Regions from separate parts of the Mus musculus genome. Here all the other regions are linked to region 5. A link is a contact called in public Hi-C, HiChIP or PLAC-seq and promoter capture Hi-C data. All regions are on one chromosome and are shown on one strand. Each heading gives the region's core, a stretch centred on a gene start, on an enhancer-like site or on the middle of the called end of the contact. The rest is flanking DNA. Distances are from core to core; before and after follow the strand shown. Region 1 overlaps Phactr2 (phosphatase and actin regulator 2). Region 2 holds the start of Adat2 (adenosine deaminase, tRNA-specific 2). Region 3 holds the start of Ltv1 (LTV1 ribosome biogenesis factor). Region 4 holds the start of Fuca2 (fucosidase, alpha-L- 2, plasma). Region 5 overlaps Hivep2 (human immunodeficiency virus type I enhancer binding protein 2).

Region 1 (3,507 bases), core at 660-3,159, 650 kb before region 5:
GGACAGAGGCAAACATTCTCTAGGGAGAAAGGCAGCTGATGGAAATATAGAAAGTAGCAACACAGGCAGACCTGGCAAGGATCACCTCTGCAGCACAAGGCATTCCCGAAATCCAAAATGAGCACTAGGATGCTGTAGTGACTTTCAGATAAGGATAAATAAGCACCAAGCTTGTAGTTGCAGTTCTTGTCTGCTTATAGCAGAGTTCGGGGTGCCAAACATCTACTGGACTCTTATACAGTGCAAGGAACATGCCAGGCTTGAGGTATAGCCACTCTTTAAAAAATGAGAATACAAAAGCACGTCAAATATGGAAAAATAGTATCTGAAAATACAGAAACATGCCAGTTTTCATAGCTGTCTGTGCTTAACAGCTTAAACACAGGAGAGAGGGAGAGGGAAAGAGATTTCCTTCCCAAACATAGCCGCACAGCTCTGCGCCAGGTCCCTCTTACCCAGCTGGAGGCTACAGCCAGACTGAGCCAGCAGCAGGTTCTCCATCTATGTCCAGGCTCCAGGCTGCCTGGGAGCTTTAGGAGAACAAGGTGACCGATCCCCACAATTGCCATAGCCTCGAGGTACAGGCGCCGAGATTGTATGACTCGATACTAAGTCCAGCCTATTAGAAAGGGCTCTACAACTCACTGATTCTCTTGACTTTGGTCACGGTTCCACGATATAAAACATCTTAGACCCCATTTAACAGAGGTAAAAATGAGCCAACCTTCCTTCGAGTTGGCACGGGACCTAGAACCAGCATCTGAACTCTGAGCGTCCCATTCACTACCCAGGATCTTTTGTGAGACTGACCAAGAAGGAAGTACTCAGGTACCCTGGCTCTTTGAAAGTCATAATAAAGGGAAGTACACAACAACAGAAAAGAAGTGTTTAAGATATAAAGAGAAAGAGGGCCAGGAATATGACTCAGGATAGAACATTTACCTAGGAGCTGTGAAGCCAGAATTTCAATTCTTAGCACACTGAAAACAAAAAGCCATCTTTCAGGTTGGAGAGACAGCTGGGTGGGGTGAAATATTTATATGCAACCGTGATGACCTGAGTTCAAATCACTAACACCTGTGTAAAATCAAGGCTTGAAGGAACACAAGCACAGTGCTGAGGTGACAGAAAGAGGCAGAGCCCAGGGTCTCAGTGGCTCCCAGCCTCACTGAAATACAGAGCTTCAGTCAGGTTCAATTAGAGATCTCATCTCTAAATCAACACAGAAAGCCAGCAAGGAGTACATCTGATCATGACCCCCTGTCTTTACCTGCCCATGCACACGTATGGTGTGTGGACCTGCACACACACACACACACACACACACACACACACGAGAGAGAGAGAGAGAGAGAGAGAGAGAGAGAGAGAGAGAGAGAGAGAGAGATGCAACTTCATGATTGCTATTATGCAAAGTATGCATAGTAGCTATTTTCAAGTTTTCCCTGTGATACTGAACGAGCAGTGTGGGGTGGTGGTGGTGGTGGTGGTGGTGGTGGCTAGGACCTTTCTAAATGTGAGCGCTGCAGCCTCCTCAATCTCTTCAAAGCCCCATTCCTCTCACTGCCCCCAGCCCCACCCCTCAGCTCCAAGAGTATTCAGAACTCTGGTATGCCCGAGCCACATGCTGATAGATCAAAAGTTGAACTCAGCCAACCATGAAGAGGAAAGTTCACACTTCACCTCACCAATTTGTGCGTCCTGGCAAGGTTTGAGGGAACCAGCAGAGGGAAGCCCCACCTGAAGCAAACGACCATTTGAAAATCTAAGACCAAAGCTAGAAACAGTAGGAGCTGTGAGAAGAAGTATGGATGCTTTTCACTCTCAATAGGGAAACTGAAGATAGAGGGAAGCCAGAATTGTGCCCGGTATGTAGACCTCTGTGGTGTTCATAAACAAACACCCCGAAACCACAACTGCTGCTTTCAGAATGACTCCAGGGACTTGAGGACCGGAATTACTCCACAGTGGTGCACAGAGCTAGAGGATTTGAGAAGAGAAAGTGCTAGTGTGACAGGAACAAAAGCCAGTCAAGTAAAGAGGCGACATGGTCACCATGGGAGGGAGGAGAGACAGAACAGAGTGCCTGGCTGCTCTGATGGTTCAGGTTGTCCACAAAACATAACGTAGAATCACCTGAGAACAGAGTCTCGACAAGGGACTGGCTAGATCCCGTTAGCCTTCCAGGATGCCGGTGAGGAATAATCTTAATCGGGAATAACTAAGGTAGGAGGACCTGCCCACCGAGGGTGGCGTTATTCCCCAGGCAGGAAATCCTGAAGTCTAAGGGTGACAAAAGCGAGCTGAGAATCACTTCTATTCCTGCCCACGTTCCTGCTGCCTGCAACTTCAGCCTCCTAGCTATGATGGACCCTAACCTGGAGTCATGAGCCACAAGACATCTTTTCTACCCTTAAGCTGTGTTTGTTGGGATATTTTGTCAAAACAACAGAAAAGAAATGAAGACTGTGGCTAAAAGCTTAAGAGTGATAATCCAAGGACACATAAGGAGATTTGGGTTCTGTCCAACCATTCCTGAGACAACTGGGAAATTTGAATACTGAATCTGCAATGGGTTCTTGTTCAAGTTTCTAGTACTATCATGGCATTATGGCTCTGTTTTCTAAAAAGAATCCTTATAGTATTAAACTATTTACAGGAAAGTCTATATGATGTCTGGAATTTGCTTTGTGAGATACCAAAATGGGGGAGGGGAACCTAATGAGTCTAAAAGAGAAATCTTGGACCACAAGTTGGGAACAACTGAAGCACTGAGAGTAGACACTTGAAGGATCATTCTAGAATTCTATCTACTTTGGGTTATTTTCAATACTAGAAACTAAGTTTAAAAATAAAAGTCTGAAGTGTTTGGGGTGTAACTATAGTTTCTGCCACATTCACATCCTTTCCTTTTCTCGGCTTCTAGAAACAGTGCTGTTCCACATCCCTTACTCAGGGAACCACCCCAGTTCATTTGGTTTTCTTGGGTGACACCAGAGTTTCCATCCAATGAGCCATGTGATCTAACCACAGCCACCATAGTCCTTCTGTGGGATTTCATGTGGGAGCCCTACAAAAGAGAAGTTCTCTGGGATGCCTCAATAAGATGGCTGGGATCTGGAGACACCCAGAGCTGGGGGACTGAGGAAAAAGGTAGGGTGGGGACAGGAGAAGGCTTACAATGAGGTGATAATAATGTCCAACTGAGTTCCTGAATCCCTTGTCCAGCTTTACCCTGTCCTATGAAAGGAGACCACTAAGTTCCCTCTTAAGTACTTTTTTTTTCCAAGACAGAAGCTCATGTAGCTGAAGCTAGCCTTGAACTCCTGATCCTCCTGCCCCACTCCCTGTGTGTGGGATTGTGGGTGTATACTAACCCCAACAGAATTGCAGACTCAACAACTTTAAGGATGAGCTGAGAAGAACATCCTGGATTATCCACATGGTCTCAAGAAATTAGGAGGCTCCTTTTGAGAGGAAGGTAAGGCCAGAGTCAGAGAGAGGAAA
Region 2 (3,474 bases), core at 165-2,664, 530 kb before region 5:
TAAGAGTGTGTGCCACCACACCCAGTTTTTTCCTTCCTCTTCATCTCCAAATATAAAACTCTCAATATCGTTTCAAAAAAAACCTATTACTATATGCATATACTCTTTAATTTCTCCTATGATTATTTCTGATCTGCCATTAAGTATTTCATAAACTGTAAGGGTTAGGCTTTTCCCTCTGAAATTGCTAGAGACAATTTTCTTCCCTTAGGTAGAGCAAAAATTTTTCTTTATACGTCTTCCATGACAACTTTATCTTTAGCATATGTATTCTATAATATTGGTACAATTTATATACCTTAGATATTAGAGACTGGAGGTAATATAAAACACATTGTATCTATAAAGTATTTCCTATAAAATATGAACTATTATTCATTTGTGCTATACCTCAGAGATATGCAGAATGTGGTTACTGTTTTACAAATGTCCTAATATTTTAAGTCATATTATGATATATTTATACACACACACACATAGATCAGAGGATAGTGGTAACAGTTCTTAAAACTCAAGTTTTAAAAATTCTTTTAAACTCCCTTTTTGTGTTGTTCAAAAGATTCCCTTCTTAAAATCCCATAATTATTAACTGAGGGTTGTCTTTCCAAGACAAAGGGTTTAAAGCAGTGTGTGTGTGTGTGTGTGTGTGTGTTGCTCCTTCCCTGGGACCCAATGCAGTCAGCCTAGGCAAGCACTCTACCACAAAGTTACAATTCCAGCATCAAGATTTTTATCCTGTTTCTAACTTTCCTCTCAGCCAGTGAACTCAACTATATCACCAAAATGGATCATGACCACAACCTTGCCAGTCCTGACAACACTGCAGAATAAGCACTGTGTTGATATATAGTTTGTACTTTACAATTGGAGAACAGAAATTATCTGCTGTATATTTTACAGCAACATGCTGTTTTCGGTTTACCTTTAAACACCACCTCAAAGAGCAGACTTAAGATAATGGCCCTAGAATATTTCGAAACTCGTGTGAAAGGTTGAAAGCAGAGTTGACAAACAGAATGAAAATCTAACAGGAAAGCAAAAGAAGAAAATTGGAAGGCAAATGTATCTATCTATACGAGAATAGTGCTTTGAAAAGAAACTTCATTGGGGTAGACTCTTGAAGGCCCATGGGGAGAAAAAGGACGGGGGCAGAGTGAGGGGCAAAGGGCACAGAGATCCAGATAAAAGAACTTTAGAGGTTCTTCTTTGACGGTTGAGCCAATCCCTTCGACAAATCCCAGTTTGGTATCAGTGGGCCCTGCCTGTTTTTATAAGTCACCTCTGTCACTCCTTTCTGCCAATGGCCCCTTCTAAAAAGCATGTTGTCACTCACCTCCGAGGACTGTGCCCAGGAAGATGCATTTCTTTTTGTGACGTTTCAGAAAATTCCACATTGATCTCAGCATCTCCAGACCCCGTGTTGTGTGGGTTGCCTAGGGGAGAGGGGCTGGCTCACCGTGTCTTCCGTCCACCTGGCCTGGACCTCCGGCAGCAGCGCGGTGGCGGCGCTAGGTGCTCTCCAGAAACCACAGACGTTTCTCTGAGCAGAGGTTGTGGCTTAAGCGGAGGAAGGGGGCGTGGACTAGAGCGGAGCAGCGACGCTTTCGGTCCCCCAGCCGCCGCTTACTGATCCGGGACGCCTGGGTCCGTCCGCAAATAGCTCCCGGGTGCCTCGTCTTTTCCCGTCCTCCTGGAAGCAAGGTCCGCTCCCGCCGCGTTCCGCTGTCCTCTCTTCTCTCGTCCCTCGGCCCGGAGTCTCTGAGCGGCGGAGGTATGGAGGAGAAGGTGGAGTCCACCACTACTCCAGACGGCCCGTGCGTGGTGTCCGTACAGGAGACGGAAAAGTGGATGGAGGAGGCGATGCGAATGGTGAGGAATCGGGCAGGTGGATGCTGAGAGCGCAAACTTTCTCCCGGCCATATCCTGACCAGAGTAGTTGAGCAAATGTGCCGGGCGCGCTATCTATCATGTCTGAAAATACCTGAAGCAGCAACTTGTTTTATTCTAGGGGGAATTTTTCTTTAGCTTTGTCTCATAGTAATTGGGGTGAAGGGAAAATACAGAAACGGTTCGATTGATGTATTACAGGGAGTCTTATCTGCCGCCTGGGGATGTGTGCTCCCTACCTGCCTATCTTCCTTCCCATGTGGACACATACTTTCAAATCCATAAAGCCACATTATTTTATGGCTTGCTCCCATATAATGGGAGGAAGCTGATGTTTCTGTAAAGGGTCATATCAAAACGTGTCCTGGTACAATCCTCACCGATGATGTGTCTACTCTTTCTACGATACTTTTCTCTGCCCTTGTATTCCCTTCCTTCCTGCGATTCTTATAGATTGCTCATCATGGAGAGCTCTGGTCGTATTTTTACATGTTTTCCCAAGCTTATTACCCATATCGATGTGTGGCAGGGATAGACGTTTGTGGCAGGGATATACATACAAACTATGTATGTATACACAGTTTGATGCTGGGTTTTCATTCTGTGAACATGGAACACCAATTTGTTTACAGCATTGTAAAGGCCTTAAAACTGAGCTCAGCCTTTGGTGTGGGGATATTATTTTTGTTTATTCTTTTACAAAATTAAAATATCTCACCTTTTTATTCTAATGGTTACAGAAGTTCACCTTCATAAGAAATTAAAATCTAGAAGACAGAAACATGTTTTCCACCCCACGCCCCCAGACAAATGGCATAATGCATTCTTTTAATTTTTTAATTAACATCTTTTTTTTTTTTTTTTTTTTTTTTGGTCATCTTTCTCAGAGCTCGGGGTGGGAAGAAGAGAGCCTTTGTTCATCAGTTGTCGAGTTGAGAATTTGTTGGTTTAAGGAAGATCAAGTCACCATTTCAGTGGCAGAGCTTTGGCCTCTTCCAAAGAAGGCCAGCTTCTTAAGTTCAAATCCATCTAAACAGTTAGACCTATTTGACTCAACTCTTTTGCATTTGTGACAAAGGGAAGGGACAGACTGGAAGAAATGGGAGGGGCAATGGAAAGTCTGAGACTGGGTGGAGTGTTGTGGATTTTCAGCCTCAAGCTTTGAACTTGTCCATAGAGGAAATGCATGCACATTTGCATGTATTTGCCCTGGGAAGCAGTTCTTCTCAATCAACCCCCATAGACTGCTTTCCTAGAGCTTCACTTTCTCTCAATGGCCGTTGCATCTGCTCAGCCACTCACCAGCATCCTGGCCTACAAGCTGTGCCTTAGCAATTATGTTGTATGTCTCTTTAAGGTAGCCCTATCATTTCTAGTGAGATAAATTTGCTGGAAGGAGAGAGAGAGAGAGAGAGAGAGAGAGAGAGAGAGAGAGAGAGAGAGAACGAACCCAGAGGAACTAGGTACCAAGAAGCCCAGTCCTCCGTTGACCTGGAAGTAGAGAAAGGCTGCCAAGACAGCAATGTTCTGCAGCATGTTGGGTGCACAGTGGATAAAGCTCTTGACACTCCCTATCTCTTTGCTTCT
Region 3 (3,518 bases), core at 374-2,873, 890 kb before region 5:
TATAGATGGCTGTGACTCTACATATGGGTGCTGGGAACCGAACCTGGGTCCTCTGCAAGAGCAGCAAGTACTTAAACACTGAGCCATCTTTCCAGCATCCCCCAAAATGTTTCCATTATCCATCTTTAACAAGTGTGATGCTAACATAAACCAACCTACTCACGGCCCCTCTAGGATTGCCAAAGCTATCCATGAGCTTGGATGTTCTGTATTTCATGACATGAGAGACGAGGGGGCAAATGGAAGACTACTGTAATATGGGGGAATCCCAAGAGAAAGCAGAGACTGAGCATACCGCCATAGCCTAAATAATACTGTGCAGATGGAGGCTGTGAACTAGTGAACTTGACTAATATTCTATAAGATCTCTTTATTTAATAATCTCAAAGATGCTTTAGCCTGTCAATCAAAATAAATACACAACATCAAACATCAGCACAGAAACTGGAAACTGAGTCACAGCTCTTTTTTTTATTTTTTTAAGAGGACCAACTTCTGAGAATGCCCGGCATGCTTAAGTTCCCTGGGTTCCATGTTCAGGACTACAAAACTACCATTCACCTAAAAACGTAGTGGCTCCAGAACAGGACCTACCTTTTGTGTAGGCAAGAGAACCCTCTGGGGTGCAGTTTCATCTGCGGCTAAAGGATCTCGCTGGCTCCGGTGGACCAGGTGAAAAGACACAGCTTTCTTCTTCTCTATAAAGGGCTTTTTCTTTCTGTGAGGCTACAAAATAATCAGGAAAGGTCAATAAAACAGAACCCCCACACAGTGGGCAACGCCACAGCCACAGGTACACTCAGTTAAGCATGTGGAGGGTGAACAGATATTTCAGATTTGTACACCTAAGCCAGACAGGACAGGAGTCCCTGTCTCCTGAAGGATCCATACTTACCTTCGCCAACAAACCCTGGCTAGGCACCTACTCTGAGACACTTGTTCAAAGGTGCTGGGGAATATGTGGGGCAGTGTGAGAAACTCTCCGCTCTTAGCAAGTAAATCAGTAAGAGGGAAAATCAAACAGGATTTTCAAATCAAAAGCAAATGCCTGAAGTCTCTCTTAATGGGTGCTCTGGGAAGGTCCCCGAAAAGTTTTATCAACAAGACAAGGAGCCTGCCACAAGAAAATATAGACAGACACTTCATCTACAAGGTAGTAAATAAGATTAGGGCACAGACAACTAAGGTTCAGATGATTTACTCCTCGATACATTCGTATTTGCTCTTCAGCTCTGGGTCTAACCAGAGTTGCTACCCAGTGGCCCAAGTGAACCCCGGAAGCAGGGGGCGGAGCTTCTGCGTCACAGGGACGGAGTTACCCAAAGCCTTCAGGACTGGAAACTCCGGGCGTTTGGCGAAAGGGAAACCTTCTTTCTCCTTCCGAAGTGCCCCGGGGGTGACGAAGGTGACTGGTGCCGGGAGAGTGACAGGACTCGGGGCACCAAGCCACGCGGCCAGTGGCCTAAGTCAGCCGCAGGGAGCGGCTCCCTCCCGGAGCACCGCGGTTTTCTCACCATGATGAGGCAGGGACACCCTCTCCGGAACCGCGGCAGCCGAACCGCCGCTCCCCGGTACCTGCCGGCAGCTCCACACGTGGGTCCACAGGGCTAGGGCAGCACGTCACACGATGGCGGGGCAAGGAGCCAATCGCCGGCGAGCCGCTAGGCTGTAGCCGGAAGTTGCGTGAGCCCGCGGTGACAGAACCTTCCCGGGGACTTCCGGGAGGTGGGGCTAGCAGGACCTTCAGTGGGCGGGGCTTTCTGGCTGGAGTTGGTGGCGGCAGGGAGTAGCCTACTTACCTGAGGGCAAGTTTCAGGTTCCAACCTGGGGCTTCAGATATTCCTTACCTGTGCTTAACTCAGAACAAACAAAACAAAAACAATCAAAAACAAACGAAAACAAGACCAAGGCTGTGCAGGTTCATGACAGGAAAGTGGTCACTTCCCTGGCTTCTTCTTCTTCTTTTTTTTTTTTTTTAATATGTTTGTTTGTTTGTTTGGTTGTTTGGTTGTTTGGTTGGTTGGTTGGTTGGTTTTTCGAGACAGGGTTTCTCTGTGTAGCCCTAGGCTGTCCTGGAACTCACTCTGTAGACCAGGCTGGCCTCAAACTCAGAAATCCGCCTGCCTCTGCCTCCCGAGATTAAAGGCGTGCTCCACCACTCCCTGGCCTTCCCTGGCTTCTTGACCTAAGGGGAATCAGTTGCCTAGCAATGTCCAACCAAGGCCTAGCTTCAATAGGCAGAGTCTAACATCTTTAGGGTTTTCGTATTACATCTTTTTGATGAACAACTCCCAACCGTACCTTTAGCACAGTCCATAAGTGTTGGTATTCTGTCTGGACTCCACCCCCACAGATACCTGGCAATTGCCAGGTATTCGCTGCCCCACGGTTACCTGGCAACAGCCAGGTAGACCTGGCCCTATAAAAGGGGCTGCTTGTCTCCCCCTCTCCCATCCTCTCTCATTTGCCTTTCTTTTGCCTCTTGCCCTCTTGCTCCCCATTCCCTCCCCCCCTTGCTCCATGTGTCATGGCCCGCCTCTACTTCACTACTCTCTCCTTCTCTCTGCCTTTCTCTGCCTCGTCTACTTTCTTAACTCCCCTCTCCATGCCCTGAATAAACTCTATACCCCCTTCTCCCAGACCCCGCCAGAACTTATCGTAATAGCTCTTTCTCTTTTTATGATCACAACACTAAGATTATTGGTTTTAGGGGCATTTGATGTAATAAAATAAATTCCGAAGCTCTGATGATTGCATATTTTTTTAAGATGAAAACTAATAAAAACCCAAGGTGGTTTTTTGTTTTTGTTTTTTGAGACAGTGTCTCATGTAGCCCAGCCTTCTGTCCAACTTGAACTACGTATCCTCCTACTTGCATCACGCTAGTGTTGGGCGTATTCGATGTGTGTGATGCTGAAGACTGAAGCCAGCCAGGGCTTCCTGCATGCTCGGAGAGCACCCTAACACGTTTTCTGTGACTACATCTCCATCCCCCAAGTTGTTGCTCACATATTTTGTGGTGCCTTAAGCAAATAGGATTTTAAGTGTAATTTCTTAGGAAGATTTCCGTCGGATGCTGGAGAGGAGCGTGATGAAATAATCCAACATTCTATCAGTAGACGCTTGCTTTCTCATTCCCAATTGCTAGTGGTTTTTTTTTTTTCTTCAATGTCTTGAGTTCTGTTGAAATGTCTCTATAATTATAGCCAAATATTATCATTGTAAATGTTTGTGGGCTACTGTTCTTTTTCTACAAGAAAAATAATGGAAATAGTTTAGATCAGAACCACACGTTTTGTCATGAGAAAATGTTTTGTAAAGTACATATATAGTTTAACATATCTTTATGCTAACTAGCCATCATTCTTTGCTATTTGAAAGCAAGATTTATATGGGAAGCACCAGGCTCAGTTCAATCTGTTTTATTTACTACTGGATCTAGTTCTTGATACACACACCCAATAAATATTTGTTTATGGGAATTAATGATTTGGCATTCTACCTGAATAACCAATTTC
Region 4 (3,119 bases), core at 26-2,525, 590 kb before region 5:
CCTATGGAGGCACTTGGGAGGAAGTGGGATGTTATTGGGGGAGGGGTGGTTATGGCACAGAGCATCCTGGAGGAGGTGGCATTTGAAATGTACCACAAAAGGATAAGGGTTTTGCCAAAGCGGAAGCAGTAGAGATTCCGGCTTTAGGCCAATGGCATTTAAATAACTTTAGGATACAGTTCCTGAAGATGTAACTTTGATGATTATTCTAAGTGACTGGCTCCTTTTCTTTAAGTCTACCTGAAGGTTCCTCTCTCTCTGTCTCTCTGTCTCTCTCTGTCTCTCTGTCTCTCTCTGTCTCTCTGTCTCTGTCTCCGTCTCTCTCTCTCTCTCTCTCTCTCTCTCTCTCTCTCTCTCTCTCACACACACACACACACAGCTCTAGGACATTTATTACTGAACTACGGCTCCCAGATCGTACTTTCATTCCCTCCCTCCTTTCCTCCCTCCAACCCTCCTTCCTCTCCTTTTTTTCCTTCCTGATTTTTGAGACAGCGTCTCATGTAGCTCTCTATGTAGTCGAAGATGACCTTGAACTCTGATTCTCCTGTTTCTGTTTCCACACTGCTGTGTTGACCACTACTCTGGTTTTATTGCATTCTAGGCAAGCACTCAGCCACCCCAGCAGGTTCCCAAACCCTCCTTCTATACAAACTTCTTAAACATTCATTCAACTAAGATTGCCTTATTTCCTAACGCAGTTTCTCAGAAAAGTTTGTTCCACCAACAACCAAAGTCAGAAATAACAAGAGCCTGAGTAGAAATGTAAAATCTTGGACCCGAACCCAGATTGGCTGAACCCAAACTTTGGGATTTCATCGGCTACAAATTCGAGGATGGCAGAGGCAGACCCAAAGGCTGAGAGCCATGGGAGCTTCCTCAAAAGCCCTGAGCAGCCCACGAAGTTCCTGTCTCAGGCTCCAGTCCCACGGTAGGGCAGACAGCTCTGACACATAAAGCCACCAGGGCCTGGTGGTCGAGGTGACCTCTTGAGAGTTTTCTGTTAGGAGTCCTTGGGGAGGGAGGTCGTGGGTCAAAGACCATCCTTTAGGTTTTTGTCTCACAGCAGACAAACCGGGCGTCTTGGCTAAGTAGATCAGATCTGACTGGGAAACAGAGCCAAGGGCTGTTAAAAATGAGGAGGGTGGGCAAAAACTGACTTCCTTGGTTGTGCACCTGAGTAATGCAACCTTCTTGGGGTCCTTAAGTAACCAGAGCTCATTAAAACTCCTGGCCACTCCCTACTCCAGATCACAGTAGTCATCTGACCAAACCGGTCTGGGTCAGGTGACAGGAGCAGGGTACACTTAGCAGAAGCCGGAAGGCCAGCGCTAGGCAGCTTCTGCGGCTGACAGAGAAGGTTCCCGGCTTCCCTGGTGACTGGCGGTTCCCCCGAGGATCCCAGGCTGGCGCGCATGCGCCTGGGGTTCCTGATGCTTCTGCCGCTGCTGCTGCTGCCGCTCCTGAGGCCTTGGGGGGTCACGAGAGCCCTTAGCTATGACCCCACTTGGGAATCTCTGGACAGACGCCCGCTGCCAGCCTGGTTCGACCAGGCCAAGTTCGGCATCTTTATCCACTGGGGAGTGTTCTCCGTGCCCAGCTTTGGTAGTGAATGGTTCTGGTAAGTGCATACCTTTGCCCAAAGGGCTCGGGCACGGACGCGGGCGCGCGCGCGCGCGGGCGCACACACACACACACACACACACACACACACACACTCACACTGGGCTTTATGTCACCCCAGACAGTGGCAGTCTCTGTCTCTCTCTGTCTCTGTCTGTCTCTGTCTCTGTCTGTCTCTGTCTCTGTCTGTCTCTCTCTCTCTGTCTCTCTCTCTCTGTCTCTCTGTCTCTCTCTCTCTCTCTCTCTCTCTCTCTCTCTCTCACACACACACACACACACACACACACACACACACAAACTCACACCGGAGTTCTTAGGCACTCTGCAGGTGGGCCTCCCTATAGCAGTGGCAATGCCTGCGTGATTGAGGGAGTACCAGTCCCAGAATTTGAAGAATTTTCAAAAGGGCTGGTGAAATTTCTCACTGGTTAAGGGCCCATACTGCTTGTGATTTGTATATGCTCGGCCCAGGGAGTGGCACTATTAGAAAGTGTGGCCGTGTTAGAATAGGTGTGTCACTGTGGGTGTGGGATTTAAGACCCTCATCCTAGCTACCTGGAAGCCAGTATTCTGCTAGCAGCCTTCAGATGAAGATGTAGAGCTCTCAGCTCCTCCTGTACCATGCAATGCTTTCTACCTTGATGATAATGAACAGAACCTCTGAACCTGTAAGCCAGCCCCAATTAAATGTTGTCCTTATAAGAGCTGCCCTGGTCATGATGTCTGTTCACAGCAGTAAGACTCTTAACTAAGACACTGCTCTTGTAGAGGACCTTAGTCTGACTCCTCACACCCGCCCTGGGAGGCTCACAACCATCTGGTCATTCTGGTTCCGGGGGGGGGGGTTCGTGCTCCCAAAGCCCCCCCCTCACATGCACACGCCTACACACACGCACACATGTAATTAAAAAGAAAATCAGAAAATTTACAATAAATGCTTCCTGGTTCAGCTATGACGTGAAGATCCTTGAATGCTAAAGCATCAAAAACCCAAAGCAGAGCAAAGGGGCAATAATAGAGATATATTACCCCACAGTATCTTCATAGTCACATGACGGTAGACAGGCAACACAAACTTGTTCACTCTTTAACTATCGCTAACCTGAAAGCCAGCTTCTCTCTTCACTAGGAGATCCCATTATCTGTCTGATCCACCAGCCAGCATGGGTTGCGGTGAGGGATGTTTCTGAAGTAGGCATGTGACTTTGGGTCTGATAGACGACAAGCTGCTTGCTGCCTGTGAGGGCTTTGAATCTAATCTCAGGCAGGCAAAGGCCGTGCCAACTGTGGGAACTGCCCGGCCCTTGGAAATGTTTCTCCCTATCTACCCAAAATGTTTTCTGTTACTGACTAGGACCGATGCAAGTTATGTTTTAGGTATGTCGTCTTGTCTTGAAATCTTAGCCACTTAAGTTCCACAGTGAGCTAGTGTGTGAAGGCAAAGATGATATCATGACTTAAAGTGGGGAATTTGGAGAATCGGTGGCTGGGTTACA
Region 5 (3,443 bases), core at 395-2,894:
CTCCATTTAACAGATTAGAAAAGTGAGGCACAGAGAGGTTAGGTAGTTCACCTGATGCTATGATTTGTTCATTGAGTGTGGGATATGATTCAAAGCTGATATTCTGGCCCAGATCCGCATGATCTGGCCTGGATGTCGCATGCCTCTTGTTATTACATCAGTGCTGTACACCAGGGTTTCTTTGGATTGCGGAATGAGTGTGTCTGTAAGAAGGGAGCCTTTGGATGGTCTGTGGTGTTGTCTATGTAGTCTTAGGAGGGCCTCTCCCCGTCTCTCTGAAAGATACTGTTGTCATTTGGTTCTAAGCCTGTTCCACTTTATTGCCTTTTAGTATGAGGGCAGGAAAAACAGGTTCTTACTTAAAATTGGAGTTGTTATGGAAGGTGCCAGGTTTGGACTGTCTTCGTATTTCAGGGATGTGACAAGCCTTTGCTATTGAAGCTTTCTAGTTGGCAGCGTTAGTAGGTGCACGTTGACATTTCTGTCTACATTCCTGTGTCTTAGAGGGAAAATAAGTTTGCCAGTGTTTATCTTCCTGAGTATTACTTGACATTAGTGCTGCCCGAGAAGCCAAACTTGCTTGAACCAGTCACCCAGATGGCCAGACTGGGTGGCGAACCTGCCTTAACGATGCTCGGCGGTTGACACGTGGGGCTGTGAGGTGTGCTGCTCCCTCGTCTGTGCCAGGCATGCAGAGCGTGTTCTTTGATGGGGTGAGACAGATGGTACCCTGCAATCTAAAATGATGAGGCAGGAAAGAAAAGTTGAAAAAAAAAGTAGAGAAAGGGCATTTGATTTTCTAATTCACATTTCGGAAGTGAATTCGAGCCTCTGTGATTGACTAACACATGCAGTGTTGCTCTAAGACATGAATCCATTAGCGTCTGTTTGAACAGATCTGAGTAATCGGCAGGAAGCAAGCTTTTCCTTCATGGCTACTGTCCCAAATTTCATGGGGTTGCCTCCAGATCCAGATTTGGGCCCTTGAAAGACAGCGCAGATCAATCTAGATTTTCAGAGTAACACATCCCATACCACCCATCTCAACCAACAGAGGACAAAGGGCTGACTTTCATTTTCATGCTAGAATATATATTTAGATATTTCTACACATACATGTATCAATAGGAGTGGGGGGGGGGGGTACAAGTGCCTGGCGAAGTAGCCATGATAAGGATAATTAATCAGTCTTCATACAGCTGCTTCCTGACATTTCTGCAAATCGTTGTGGAAAAATTAATGAAGGTTAAATCAGTAATGGTTTCAAGCTTGGCCAGTGGAAAGTATGACACTGTTTCCATCAGCAAGTAAGTTGGGCTGCTTTTTTTTTTTTTTTTTTTCTTTCTTTCTATAGGGGAAGTGGTTTGCTGTGCATTCTTCACAGGAACTGGAAAGGCGCAGCTGGCCTGTGTGTGCTGCAGGTATGCAGGAGCATTCTGGGAGTGCTCCACTGACTGCCTTTGATCGACGGCACTGACTTGCCTCTTGTGCCGCTTGTAGAACAGGAATATTCTTTCTACAAGTTTTATTTGAAAGATCCAGTGAGAACGCAGGCCTTCTGTTGGCCTGCCATCCAGAGAGGCCGATGCTCTGTGAATGTGAACTTTAGGAGGTAGAGTGTGGAATTTATGACAAACAGAAAGTGAAACTCACCTCGTCCAGTTTATTTTTCAAGCTGAAGGTGGTTCAGCACAAGCCCAGTTCACATCCTGCGTAACCCTATGGGATTTCCCCAGCAGTAGTTAAAAATTTTCCCATAGGGTCACACAGGATGTGAATTAAGTAAACACTTAACAGGCACGATGAAAGGAAATCAGCTTTCTAAATGGTCCTTTCACTGTTAGCATCCTGTCCTTATTAGAAACCTGGGTAAGGGCCACGCAAGTGTCTCTTTCTCAAGCCATGACATTATTAATTGAATGTATTAATCTTCTTTGTTACATAAGACATGCATTTTCTTATAGAAGAAACGGAATCTCTCATGGGCATTTTTCATGTGTGTTTGACTTGTATGTGTGGGGGCTGGTTGTATATATGAGTGTGTCCGTTTGCATTGAGGCCAGAAAGCAACCTCAAGTGTCATACATACACCTTATCTTTTTGAGGCAGGGTCTCTCGTGGACACTATGCCATGTCTCTTTAGCTGTCTTCTTCAGTGTCACCTTCAAGTGGTGGCAGTAGAGGAAAATCAAGCTCTATAGCCTGGCAAATAACCCAGGCCCAGTACATCTTTATTACCATCTATTAAATACATCTATCTATATTATTTATATCAGTATTATCTATCTATCTATCTATCTATCTATCTATCTATCTATCTATCTATCTATCTATCTATCTAATTATGAGGTACAGATGAATAGATAGATGAAAGTTATATAGATATAATTTTGATCTACCTATTATGTCCTCATCTGTGCTTTGAGATCTAATTTAAATGTCACTTCTTAATATACCTTTTTTTTTTTTTTTTGTGCAGTTCCTCCGGGTACCTAAAACATACACATTTTGCCCATGGTGTTCCTCTACTGGTTTAGATAATTCTTTACTCTTAAATTATGTTAGCTCTCACCATTCACATGGAAAAGTGTGAATTTAGTGATCTTACACTTATTGGTAAAGTTTTATTTCTCTTTTTGTAAGACACACTCAACATAAAGTCCAGCTTAGTACTAAAGATACTGTGCACTTCCTGTACACAATGCTGGGAAGGGGCCAGCGTTTGCTGGAAGTGGAAGAATTTAGGTCTGACCCTGGGGTTGTTACTACATGGTAACTGCCTGTCATCTCTGAATGAACAAAGCATTACTCTACAGGGAAAGTGAAATAAGTAAGAATGGGGTTCTGAAAGTGTGCTTTCTACCACCGAGCCGCAGCCAAGCGTTTTTGTGGGAAGGGGTGGAGGTGTATACATGTATGTGTGCATGCTTATGTGCAGCCCGAAGACAATCTTTCATTTCTCACTGCCATTTACCTGGCTTTTTCCAGTTAAGGTTTCCACCGAGGTTAGGACCTTCGGTGTAACTGATTCTCTTAGACTTACTGACTAGCAATTCCAGAGAGTCTCCTGTCTTTGCTAACACTGTGAGTTTTTTATATGAGTTCTGGGGAATAAATTTAGGTTCCCATGCTTGTATAATAAGCACTTTACACACTGAGCTATCTACCCGGGCCCAAGTGTGCTTTTTTTTTTTTTTTTTTTTGTTAAGCTCTAGCCACTACTGTCATAGTACCTTATTTAGAATTTTCCAGTTGGCTAATTACCAAGCGATCTTTAAAGGCAGGCACTGTTAGGTTTCTGAAACATATAGACCATCTGAGTCTCAGGAGAAAATTCAGGTTTTCTCCAGAGGTAAGTTCATGCTTTCGTTTTACTACGACGGAATGTCTTTTGAAGGTCACACAGATCCACTTGCTCTGGGATTGTTGATTTCCTTCAAGGG

Evidence for each region. Promoter capture Hi-C pulls out the DNA fragments that hold promoters and counts their contacts. A called contact is a pair of places that touch in the nucleus more often than the background predicts. HiChIP or PLAC-seq counts read pairs in DNA pulled down with a chosen protein or histone mark.
Region 1: a Hi-C map of the HPC-7 cell line shows a contact between it and region 5, with 3 times the contacts expected there. The contact joins two enhancer-like sites. A contact is called at or near these places in 1 of 484 Hi-C or Micro-C datasets (the HPC-7 cell line) and 1 of 115 datasets of contacts at active chromatin or transcription factors (large pre-B cells).
Region 2: an H3K4me3 HiChIP or PLAC-seq map of bone marrow-derived macrophages shows a contact between it and region 5, with 9 times the contacts expected there. The contact joins the promoter of Adat2 here to the enhancer-like site in region 5. A contact is called at or near these places in 21 of 39 promoter capture datasets (the 3T3-L1 cell line, 3T3-L1-derived adipocytes, the C10 cell line and 13 more), 5 of 15 datasets of contacts at CTCF or cohesin (CD8 T cells, the NIH/3T3 cell line, large pre-B cells and 2 more), 44 of 484 Hi-C or Micro-C datasets (B cells, CD4 T cells, CD8 T cells and 25 more), 27 of 115 datasets of contacts at active chromatin or transcription factors (the 230-238 cell line, DN3 thymocytes, the SCID.adh cell line and 20 more) and 4 of 9 other capture datasets (adipose tissue, embryonic stem cells, macrophages and 1 more).
Region 3: a promoter capture Hi-C map of the C10 cell line shows a contact between it and region 5, with 2.9 times the contacts expected there. The contact joins the promoter of Ltv1 here to the enhancer-like site in region 5. A contact is called at or near these places in 4 of 39 promoter capture datasets (the C10 cell line, embryonic stem cells, liver and 1 more).
Region 4: an H3K4me3 HiChIP or PLAC-seq map of the 230-238 cell line shows a contact between it and region 5, with 7 times the contacts expected there. The contact joins the promoter of Fuca2 here to the enhancer-like site in region 5. A contact is called at or near these places in 4 of 39 promoter capture datasets (liver, neural stem cells and stem cell-derived epiblast-like cells) and 2 of 115 datasets of contacts at active chromatin or transcription factors (the 230-238 cell line and large pre-B cells).

The regions. Positions count from the first base shown.
Region 1 is chr10:13,436,687-13,440,193 of GRCm38.p6, forward strand. The region is part of intron 1 of Phactr2 (phosphatase and actin regulator 2); the gene reads right to left. Among named protein-coding and RNA genes, the nearest start is that of Phactr2, 36 kb to the right of the region's middle. Within about 2 kb of position 1,910, at least 69 of the 459 cell types and tissues checked have an H3K27ac peak or open chromatin away from gene starts, as enhancers often do.
Region 2 is chr10:13,551,493-13,554,966 of GRCm38.p6, forward strand. It overlaps Adat2 (adenosine deaminase, tRNA-specific 2), which reads left to right and starts at 1,415. Exons shown (of 6, transcript NM_025748.4): 1 at 1,415-1,869. The coding sequence starts at 1,774. It overlaps Pex3 (peroxisomal biogenesis factor 3), which reads right to left and starts at 1,650. Exons shown (of 12, transcript NM_019961.3): 1 at 1,334-1,650. The coding sequence starts at 1,406.
Region 3 is chr10:13,191,514-13,195,031 of GRCm38.p6, forward strand. Ltv1 (LTV1 ribosome biogenesis factor) reads right to left here and starts at 1,624. Exons shown (of 11, transcript NM_181470.4): 1 at 1,515-1,624; 2 at 595-726. The coding sequence starts at 1,517.
Region 4 is chr10:13,499,753-13,502,871 of GRCm38.p6, forward strand. Fuca2 (fucosidase, alpha-L- 2, plasma) reads left to right here and starts at 1,276. Exons shown (of 7, transcript NM_025799.5): 1 at 1,276-1,621. The coding sequence starts at 1,416.
Region 5 is chr10:14,084,662-14,088,104 of GRCm38.p6, forward strand. The region is part of intron 2 of Hivep2 (human immunodeficiency virus type I enhancer binding protein 2); the gene reads left to right. Among named protein-coding and RNA genes, the nearest start is that of Gm51759, 41 kb to the right of the region's middle. Within about 2 kb of position 1,645, at least 164 of the 459 cell types and tissues checked have an H3K27ac peak or open chromatin away from gene starts, as enhancers often do. A contact at or near this core is called in the 230-238 cell line, B cells, CD8 T cells and 23 more, where this site is marked.